2 separate regions of the Rattus norvegicus genome follow, and region 2 is linked to region 1. The links are chromatin contacts, called in public Hi-C maps. All regions are on one chromosome and are shown on one strand. The core of a region is the stretch at or near the end of the contact, and the rest is flanking DNA. Distances in the headings are between cores, read along the strand shown.

The links. Hi-C and Micro-C count contacts between places; a contact is called where the count stands out from the background.
Region 2: a contact with region 1 is called in a Hi-C map of liver, with 2.6 times the contacts expected there. The contact joins the promoter of Iqce here to the promoter of Gna12 in region 1. A contact is called at or near these places in 4 of 12 Hi-C or Micro-C datasets (Schwann cells, kidney, liver and 1 more).

Annotation. Positions count from the first base shown.
Region 1 is chr12:18,917,334-18,922,702 of GRCr8, forward strand. It overlaps Gna12 (G protein subunit alpha 12), which reads left to right and starts at 2,296. Exons shown (of 4, transcript NM_031034.2): 1 at 2,296-2,631. The coding sequence starts at 2,329.
Region 2 is chr12:19,053,231-19,059,036 of GRCr8, forward strand. Iqce (IQ motif containing E) reads left to right here and starts at 3,830. Exons shown (of 23, transcript XM_221965.10): 1 at 3,830-4,347. The coding sequence starts at 4,312. Brat1 (BRCA1-associated ATM activator 1) reads right to left here. Exons shown (of 14, transcript XM_039089962.2): 2 at 1,265-1,408. The coding sequence starts at 1,391.

The DNA of each region.
Region 1 (5,369 bases), core at 1,046-3,545:
GGGATCTGAACTCAGGGCTCTGCAGGCACTTTATGGAGCCATCTCTCCAGCCCTCAGATTGTTTTATTACAGCTGCCTGGTACTTGCCTCCCTCCCAGCATTGTGGAGAGAACAGATGACATCAGATAATGTATGTAGAAGCACTTTAGAAATTACAGCATGGCATATAAATTCCAGGGGTAATTAAGAGACTATTATGGAGTGCATGGATACACGTGTTTATTTCAAGCACTTTAGCCTTTTAGCAAATGTGAAGGCTATGGCCAGAACCCTCGTCAAAGTCCCAAATTAGATACTATCAACAGTATATAATTTCCCCCATAAAACACCACAATGTGTCACTAAAAAAAAAGCTAAGTGGTCCTTTAAAATAGTTAATGATTCCATAAACACCGGCATCAAGCTATTTATAAAGTTATTTATAAATGTCTGGAGTGTTTGCTGAAAACGTTGAATTAATTTAGTTTTTAAAAACTGAATAAGGTATGAACTCTAGTCCATGGGTTCAGATTTCCCTATTTTCTGTCCTAGAAACATACTCTTAGGTGTCACGGCACACGCCTGTGATTCTAGCATTTAGGAAGCAAAGGTGGGAGTATCAGGAGTTCAAAGTCATCCTCAGCTACAGTTTGATCAGGCTGAGATACATGAGACCCCACTAAAAAAAAATAAACCGTGAGCTGGGGAGATGGCTTGGTGGGTAAGACATTCACATCAAAGGAGCGAAGGACCTGTGTTCAGATCCCTAGAATCTGCACATAGATGCAGTACAAGCATCTATCCTCCACGCAAGATGGGCAGTGGAGACTGGCTGTCTTCAGTTTCTAAGCCAGCTAGCCCAGCATTTGTAATGGCAAACAATAAGAAACTCTGCCTCAAACAAAGTGGAAGGCAAGAGCCAACACCAAGGTTGTCTTCTGTTTGTAATGGAAAAATGGGGTCTGGAACAGGTAACACTTACTGGAAAAAAAATTTTTTTTTGAGACAGAGTCAGACTTTAGTTCAAGCTGGCCTCAAATTCCATATTTTCCTGTCTTGGGATCTCCAATACTAGGATTATATCACACAAGCCTGACCTCCTCTGACAGCATCTCTCTAGCCAAGATGACAAGAGTTACTATGTAGCCCTGGCTGGCTTCAAACTCATTTCAGTTCTCTTGCTTCTGTGGTGATTCTCCCTGAAGCACCAACACCCTTCAGACACCACGCTTTAGACCACTATGCACATCAAACTGCCTATGAGTGATTATGACAAACATGGGTGTGTGTGTGTGTGTGCGCGCGCGCGCGCACATACATGCAAAGACCAAGAGGTGGCTCTACTGCCTCCCCTCTGTAACATTTCAAATAGCTTCTCTCACTGAACCTTAAGCTTATCATTTACCTGCCCAGCAAGTTACTGGAATTGGTCTTTATCTTGGCTTCTCCAAAGCTGCGGTTACAGGCACAACTGGGAATTTGAACTCACGTCCTCACGCTTTCACAGAAAATGTCCTTTCCCACTGAACTATCTCCTCTTAATCACATTTTAAGAAAGTGCCTAGGGAAGCCCATACAACTTTGTTTTGTTTGTTTGTTTGTTTGTTTTCTTCTTAGTTGGGGCCCATGTAACACTCAAAGAAGCTTTTGTTTGAAAATTATGACCCACCCTGCTCCAATGTTATTGGAAGGAAAACGGCTTCGCTTTTCCCCTAAACTTAAGAGCAGGAGGACCTCATCACTATTTCCAAACTTTGCAGCCACGTCTAGGGCTCAGAGCCCGACCAACCTGGGAATCAAGGCAGAAAGTCACTCTGTACACCTGGCACTTTTGGTCACGCCCCGTTTTCCACAATTTCCAATCCCAAGCGCAGTTAGTGTGATTGACAGGCAGGCAGGGCACTTGTAATTGGCCGCGGAGGGCTGCAGCTCCTCCTTCCCAATGGCCCCACCTCCCTTTCATTCTGAAAGAAAGAAGCTCGCTCGGCAGTCCAATGAGAAGCTCCCTAACCGCAAAGATCCCGCCTCTTTCGGCGCCGGCTCCGCCCCAAGGACCATAGGAGTGCCCGCCTCCTCCAAAGCACGCTTGTCCAATAAAAAGGTGCGCTCCACAAGATAGACGACTTCTCAACCAATAAAAGAGTTTTTGCGAGGCACCGCCCCGCCCTCCGCGCCTTCCCCTCCGCCCCTCAGCGGGCCTGGCGAGTGAGGGCCTCGGGGCGGCGGCGGCGGACGCAGCCTGAGGGAGCGGCGGGCGGGGCGGCGCCTGGCCCGGCAGGGCCGCGCCGGCTGAGGGGCGTCCATGGCGCGCGGGCCCCGGCGGGGCGCGGCCGCGGCCTGAGGGCGGTCATGTCCGGGGTGGTGCGGACCCTCAGCCGCTGCTTGCTGCCGGCCGAGGCCGGAGCCCGCGAGCGCAGGGCGGGCGCGGCGCGCGACGCGGAACGCGAGGCCCGACGGCGCAGCCGCGACATCGACGCGCTGCTGGCCCGCGAGCGGCGCGCGGTGCGGCGGCTGGTCAAGATCTTGCTGCTGGGCGCCGGCGAGAGCGGCAAGTCCACCTTCCTCAAGCAGATGCGCATCATCCACGGCCGGGAGTTCGACCAGAAGGCGCTGCTGGAGTTCCGCGACACCATCTTCGACAACATCCTTAAGGTGACGCGCGGCCCCGCCCACACACACCTGGTCCAGGTGGAGCGCGGGCCCCGCCCCTTTTGTCCTCCACGGACCGGCGACCCTGCCACCGGGCGCCCCTCCCTTCCAATAGGGACCTCAAGCCACGCCAGCCGGGGTTACTCCAATGACCTCCAGGGGCGCGATTGGTTTGCAAAGCCCTGGACGCTTGGGGACCGTGGGAATGCAAGCTGAACCACTCTCACGTTTGGGTTCCGAATGGGGTGTTAGGGCTGGACACGTGGATTGAGGGTCACCAACTCTCCTTGTCCCTCCAGCATGCAAACGTTATAGTGTAGATTGGACATCGGTCTTCTTTTTTTATTTGTAAATGAGAATTGACCATTTTATTGGTTATTTTTTTTCGACAAATTCTCTCATATATCCCAGGTTGGCCTTGAACTCAACGTGTAGCTTGTAGGATGACCTTGAACTCCTGATCTTTTCTCTACTTCTCAAATACTGGAATTATGGGGGAGGGGGGCGCTGTGTCACTATACTTTGTTCATGGAGTGCTGAGGATTGAATCCACGACTTCATGCGTGTTAGGTAGGACATTACTAACTAAAAACTGCGTTGCCAATGTTTGTTTTGTATTTTTGAGACAAGGCGTCATGAATGACCTTATCCTCCCAGTGGTAGGATTACAAGCAGTACTTTGTTCTTTAAACTTTTTAGTACGGTGAGTTAATTTATACACCAAGTTGGAGGAGATGTTAGGAGGAGCTGTGAGACACCCACCACCCAACTTTAAAACAAGGGTCAATTCTATGCCAATCTCGTTCACCCCTGCCCACCCCTCGCACCCCAGCCCCACCTTGGTCTCCAAGTTAATTCTAGATACATAGTTGTATTAGAAAACATTTTGGTGTGTGACACTAAACCTGCTTTAAAAGCATATGCACAGGACCATTATGGAACTAAATTTAAAAAAAAAAAAGGGGGCCTAGGGACGTGGTTCAGTGGTCAAGCACCAGTCTAACTCTCGTTCAACCTCCACACTGCAAAGCATAAAAACAAAGAACTAAACTCCTGTAATTAAGGGTCCACATTTCCTTCATTGTTTCGTAGTTGTTGTGTCTTTGAACCGGATACAGTAATCCTCATATGGTGATGAACTCAAGGTCCTGTCCCTTGTGCCCTTTATACTGTGTGCCATACCTGTCAACAGTCATATTGACAGAGACTAGGACCAGTTTTGCAGGAGGGTCCAAAGAGAGCTTTGGAGAGCTGGGCGTAGCTCTGCTGGGCCTGTAGCTGTTGGACTCTACCAACATGCACACGGCCCTGGGTTGAATGCCGAATAAACTGGTCAAGGTGGCATACTCCTGTAATTCCAACACCGTGGAGGTAGAGGCAGGAGGATCTAAGTTCAAGGCTTAGCTACAAAGAAGGTTTGAGGCTAGCCTGGACTACTTAACACAGGAAGGAAGATGTAGGCAAAGTCTAGACACAGAATCTGTTCTGCTCCTAGATTAGCTTCCTCGTGAAGTTTCTCATCTCTCGGATAGAGAGATTTGTCATATCAGAAAATCTACTACGAGACTAGATTTTACAGGGCCTGATGGGTTTTTAAGTTAGCAAGGGGACGCAGAAGCCCATCTGGGACACGTCTTTCTGTTCGGCCTTGAGAAACCTTGGTGTAGGGCGGTTGGGCTGGGATCCTGGGAGCCAGACTTCCGGGCCAACACTCCCACACTCAACATGTTTGTTACTAAATATTTCATTTTAATACAAGTGGCTCCTCTGGGTTCAAGATGGGAAGAAAAATCATATGGAGGGATAAATCACACATCTCACCTTTCAGAACCTCAGGGAAGCAGAAGTTCATAAACATTAAGGCAGGCACCTTAAAGGGATAGGCCTAGTCGTTCAGAATTTCCCGCATCTTCAAGGGTATTGTAAAACACACTTGACCGTCATTTGGGGCCTGTTTTTCAACATCTCCTCTAAGGAACCTGGCTTTATTTTTGCAGCTTTTCTGAACCCCAGAAACAGGGAGGCTTGGAGGGCTCAGTTTCTTTCAACTTGGGAGGCAGAAAAATATCTTTAGGAACTCAGATCTCAAGTCTACTCTGCTCTGTTAAGTGCATTTTAGAGAAGTCAGTGTCTCCTTCCTGTGCTCATCAGTACTTTCTTTTCTTTTCTTTTTTTTTTTTTTTTTTTTTTTTTGGTTCTTTTTTTTTTGGAGCTGGGGATCGAACCCAGGGCCTTGCGCTTCCTAGGCAAGCGCTCTACCACTCATCAGCACTTTCTTTTCCTGGCTTCCTCTGTGATTTTGTTGAAGATATTTTCCGCATCTTCTTTTATTCCTATTCTTAAATTTGGTCTTTTTATCCTGTCCCAGATTTCTTGGTGTTTTGTGTCATGAATCTTTTAGATTTAGCATTTTCTTTGACACAAAACCTCTTCCCGGGGTTTCCCATCCCCAGGATTCCCTCAGTTTGTTTTCTTTATTGTTTCTATTTCCATTTTCAGTTCTTACACAGTTTAATGTCCTTCACCGGTTTGATTGTATTTTCCTTAAGGGATTTATTTATTTCTTCTCTGAAGGCCTCTGTCATCTTTATAAGATTGGATTTAAGGTCACCGTCTTGTACTTTGGCTGTGCTAGGATACCCAGGACTTGCTGTAGTGGGACAGCTGTGCCCTGGTGGTGCCATGTTGCCCTGGCTCTTGTTACTGTGTTCTTACACTGTCCTTTACCCATCTGGTTGTCC
Region 2 (5,806 bases), core at 2,580-5,079, 140 kb after region 1:
AAGAAACTAATTACGAAAGTACAGTGCAGTAAAGCTCGTAAGGCTTCAACTAACAATGTTACTGTTAAATCACTTTTAAATTCTGTAACTTAGAAAACAGGCAAGACAAAACCCAAAAGACAAGGGCTGGGGCTGTAGCTCAGTGGATGGAGGGCTCGCCTGCTATGCAGGAAGTCCTGGCTCCATCCTCTGCACCCAATACAAACAGGTTGTGAAGCTACACACCTATCATGCCAGCATTCAGATCTACACACAGGAGGAGCAGAGGTTCAAGGTCATCCTTGGCTACACGGTGCTTGAGGACAGCCTGGGCTACATTAGAACGTGCTTCAAAAGACAAGAAAAAGAACAGAAGAAGCCAAAGAAGCAATGAAGGCAGGAACTAATGACAAGACAAGGCTCATGGAACCTGTCTGAAGACAACAATCAACCAGGAGAGGGAAAACTTCCATCTGCCCAGATACTCATGCTCAAGAAAAGTCAGGACAGCGATGCTTAAAAAAAAAAAGAGCCAGGCATGATGGCAAATACCTTTAATACCAGTGCCCGAGACAGACACTGGCAGATCTCTAAGTTCCAGGCCAGCCTGGTCTACAAAATAACTTCCAGGACAGCTAGGGCTACACGGAGAAACCCTGGTTCAGGGAGGGAAAAAAAAGAGAGAGAGATACAATTCAAGTGATTAAATTAAGGTCTACCCACACAGTAAAGATGTAACTCCGGGGCTGGAGAGATGGCTCAGCAGTTAAGAGCACCCGACTACTCTTCCAGAGGTCCTGAGTTCAATTCCCAGCAACCACATGGTGGCTCACAACCATCTGTAAAGAGATCTGATGCCCTCTTCTGGTGTGTCTGAAGACAGCTACGGTGTACTTATATATAATAAATGAATAAATCTTAAAAAAAAAAAAATAGATGTAACTCCGGCTGGCCTTGAACTCAAACTGTAGCGCTGTTAAGTTCCTCTTGTCTTGGCTCTAGATGACATGTCCCACCACATCCACCCAGGGATCTAACTTCTTCAAGACAAACAAAATACAATTAAGGCAGCAAAACAACATGGGCCCTACCCTGCAAAACTCCTCGTGTGAACTGGACAGCGGAAGCCTGAAATGTGGCCAGAGTCGATGGGACTTTTAATACATGACTCCACAGTTCAGGCCAGTGCCCTAGTACTCCATCTGACTCTGATCAGCCGCAGAACCTCAAGGAAATGAAGTAAAGACACCCCATGAATGGACAGTTCTATAAGCCATGTCCTCACCTGCCTCTGTCACTGTTTTAAACCAGTCCAGTAGTTTCTCCAAGCAGGTGTCATCTGCCACCAGCTGTCTAGGATCTGCCAAAACAGCACAGAGAGCCGGGAGGAGCCTGGAGCATTCTGCGTCCATGATCAGGCCAGCAGTTCCTACAGAGGAAGCAAGAGGTCAGCCTCATATCTGGCTTGGGACACCAGCTACCCTAGGTACAGGCAGCCTTCAATGCCTGTTAGGATGGGGGAGGAGCTCGGAAAACTTCACGTGGACCAGAACTCGAGTCCACAAAGATGCTGAACTCAGTCCAGGGGAACCTGGGCAAGAGGATTGAGTCTTCGCAGATGCCCTGTGGGGTGAGGACAGATTAATCGGAGCCACAAGGGCCTTTGGTGTCTAAGTCTGTTAATTTAGGGGCTTGATGGATTGGGGTAAGGGAGTGCAGCTGCCTATTAACTTAGCTGCGAGGAGAACAGTCAGGGGATAAGCCAGGTGTGCAGGAGACTGTTCATCCAGGCACCTTATCCCAATATCTGTTCTCGACATCCATACCTCCCAAATCCGGTAAAAGGTGAGCTCTTCAAGACTGCGAGTTAGCCTGGGGCTCTAATCCCGACCCCCGCATCCCTCCGCTAGGGGAACTAGGCCCAGGAGTGCAGAATGCACCACTAGGCTGCTAGGCCGAAGCTCGAACTCCGCCTTACCAGAATCCCAACCTCCGAGCGCTTCACCCGCTGTGGTTCCGGTGTCTGAGGCAAGCCCCGCCCTCGCCTCCGCAAATTCCGCTTCACGCTGGCCGAGGCCCCACCCTCCTCAGGTCCTGCCCCATTTTTTAGAGTTCGCACTACGCACCGCGAGCCCCGCCCCATAACGCAAGGCCCCGCCCCACCACGGGAATTGGCTCCACCCCACCAGCTTCAAATCTCAACCCTCCTAATTTCGCAGGCCTCAGCGAGGCCCCGCCCCCTCAGACCCCGCCCCCGACGGAAGTTCCTCTCCGCGTGGCCACAGGCTCCGCCCCTCAGTGCGGCCGATTCCTTGCCCTGCGGGAGTCTGTCTCCACAGGCCCCGCCCTAAGTCAGTACCACGTGACGGACACGGGTGGGGGGAGGGCAAAAGAGCGGAGTCGATGTGCTTGGAGACTGGTGATGACCCTGCGGTTTCGATCACTTCTAAGGTTCAAACCTGTGAACGCGTGATTTACAAACGATGTGTGCAGTTTGGGACTTTCACACTGTACTAATCTCTCGGAGCTATCGCGCCCCCGCCAGGACTCTCTATGGTACGTCCCCACGCAGGCAGTAGGCGGAACGTCTCCAAGGCGGGCTCGGTATGGGCGTGTCTACTCGCTGGGAGGCGGGGCCTCGCAGGCCTCAGGCCACGTGTCTAGGTTTTTAAGGTCCCAGGTTTCTGCTGGCCCGTCTAACTGTTGCTTTCAGTTTTCGTCTACGGTGTGGTCAGCAGCAGGCAAGACAATACGGATTACCCCAGTGCTGAAATCCTCGGTTCCTACAGCGGGTATCGCTAAACTCCGGTGTCTATAGAGTGTCAGGATCCCCCAGTCACCAAAGCCTGCATTTCTGTGGCTCTTCATAGTCCTGGTCCTCTATCCCTTCTTGCCTTCTCTCTATCCATTGCTGCTAACTCTTCACAGTTTCAGCCCTCTCTGCTAATGATAAAGATTAAAAGTAGGCCATCGGGGACTAGAGAGATGGGTAAGTGGTTAATAATCTTCCTACTCATCCAGAGGACCAGAGTTTGGTTCCCAGCCCTGAGGTCACTCTCGCACACACAAACACGTAAATTAAAAAAAAAAAAAAAAAGAATCTTTTAGGGCATGGTTCCGGAATGCCTAGCGATAACAGTAAGATAAAACTCATCTGCCTCAGAATTCGAACGTGCTTTAAATCAGGACTGTGAGCTCACTGGGTTCTCTCCATCTTGGTAATGGGAGACCCCAGCGTGCTGGACTTCTGCAGAATAAAACATCCTTTGCATTTACATACTATTTGAGTATGCGGTGTCATTCTTTAACAAATCATGGACCTTTACACAAGCAAGAAAAACCCTCTCAGGAGAAACCTTGTACTGAGGTTAGTGTTGCAATGCCATCCAATTAGAGAGCTGTTTACTCAAAAACTGATTGTAGGTGGGGGGGGGGGGAGTGTATCCCCTTGCAAACCTAAGGACCTGAGTTGAGTTGCCAGAATCCATGAAGGAGATGGGGTGGGGTGGAAGAACAAAATAAGAAAAGTGGGGCATGGTGGTATATATTTGTAACCCCAACAATGAGGAGATGACCCTCCCCCCAAGACAAATGTCAGTATTTGCACCTGTCACTGGCCTGCTGGGCCACCGGGGAAGTGCCCCCAACTGGCCTGGGTAGGAAAAGCCACAGGGTTCTGGAGAGTTCAGAGGGGCTTGTGATAGCAAACCATCAGCTGAGGGTTTAAAGCAGTTGGCACTGGCCCATGGGCAGCCCTGGCGTGGACTGCCTTATCCTCAAGGTGCCAGGGAGTCACTTTGGCCCCCAACATCTCAGCTTATTTAGAGGAAAAACAAACATGTAAATAGGTTGACATGCCTAATTCTCAAATCTTGCCTGTTGTTAAGGGTGGTGCCTTACGCTCTGTCCCCTGAGTCTACTCAGCATGGTGACCCTCGGAACCTCTGCCCACTGGGCTACATAGTTGCAGCCACTGTTTGCGTAAATCCAACTGGGGCTCCTGAAGTTGGATCTGAGAGCACGGCTGGCTCCGACATAGAAAGTCAGCCTTGCCTGCGGGAGGCCATAGGTTCAATTCGTGCACCCGGCGAGACCAAAAACAGCCACAAGAGACAAGGTGCGATTGCGCAGTGCAACCCCGGGAGAGTGCATGGTTGGCCCCTCGCTCGTGCACACACTGCGCGTGCACAGGATTCGCCGGGCATCGGAGGAAGGACCACATCCGGGGCCCTGTGGCCGCGGCACGGTTGCCATGGTACCAGGTTGGCTGGCAGGCCTCCCAAGCTGAGGGCCGAGCTCGCAGGACCGCCGAGGCCGCGCAGCGCCGCCGCTATGAGCCTGGGCACCACAGATCTGACCTCGGAGACGGTAAGGAGGCCTAGGGCAGAGGGAGGAAGGGCGCACGGTGGTAGCCAGCTCCGGCAGGCCGATTGTTACCGCACAAGAGCCAGCTCCGGGCGTCGGCCTCCACCGTGCCCGCGCCCCAGCAACCTCTATCTCCCGCCTGCGCTCGCGGTGGCCACTACTTCCAGGAAGCCCCCGGGACTGCGCCCTCCGGCACGCGCTGCGGGTCTGAGGCCGCGGCCGACCGGCGATAAACTCATCTCGTAAGTGTTGCTGTAGGCTGCGGTCCAGTGACGCCCCGGAGTGATCCCGAGCAAGGGGGAAGGCCTGCCCCCACCCTCCTTCCTCGGCTAGTCCTGCACAGGTCCGAGAGGCATCTCTGGAAGAGGCGTACCTCTCACGCTCTCTGAGTGCGTGTCCAGACCCCAGTGCGTGATAGTATCAAGTGAACTTAGTGCATTACTGTGTGTGTGTGTGATGGGGACGTGGCTGTAGGACAAGTCAATAGGCTGATGTCCCCCATCTCAAAGAGAAGTAGAGAGAAGTTTGGGAAAGGTTTAGAGGCAGCGGGAACATCAAATGTAAAGACCGAAAGGCTGGGAAAGTAGCAAGCCCGAAAGCAAGCTTTTTGGAATCAGATTGAGAAGGGTACTGAGGAGGCTGGCAGGGACCTGGCCAGGGTGTAATATGACTTTCAAGGGTTCAAGGGACGCCCGTTGGAGGTTCCACAACAGGCTAATGGACCAAGCTTTTGGTCAGCGGAGAGCAGCTGGGATTTTCTACTTGTCCCTGCACTGGAGGCTTTCCAAGACCTGCCTAGTTTCGGGGGTCGGCCTCTCAACACTGCCCCCAGTAACTGCCTCATCTCTGTTTGTTTTCTGGGTGCTACCAGGGACTGAAGGAAAACCTCACGTCAGGCTAGAGTGCTACAGATGGGCCTCCGCAGCTGGGTCACTGGGGAACTCTAGACAAGCACTTTATTTCTGACTCAAAGCCCCAGCCCAAGCAAATGCTCTACCACAGAGCCACCCCCACCCCTGCCCCTCACTGGGCTCTCCCACTGAACTTATAAATTAATGAAAAAAAAAAAAAAGACAAAAATTTAAAGTCTCGAGTTGAGATTACAAAGATAGCTCATTACTCTTTCAGTTAATCCAATTAATATAAGTTGTGTTTCTCATATACATCTTCTCCCCCCCATTTTTAAAAAGAGATCATATTTCTATAGTTGTATGACTTTTACCATAAACTTTGTGGCTAGTATTTTCGATATTTTTTTTTAAATGCTCAGACACTGTATGTAGCCCAGGCTGGCCTCAAATTCAGCCTCCTCCTGCCTCAGCTTGCCAAATCCTAGGATCACAGGCTTGTACCAGGAGGTGTGTGTTTTCCAAAATTTAGCCAAGGACTGAGGAGACTGGGCTCAGTGGATAAAATGCTTGCCTGCACTTCCGAACCCACCTCAAAGTGACATGGGTAATCT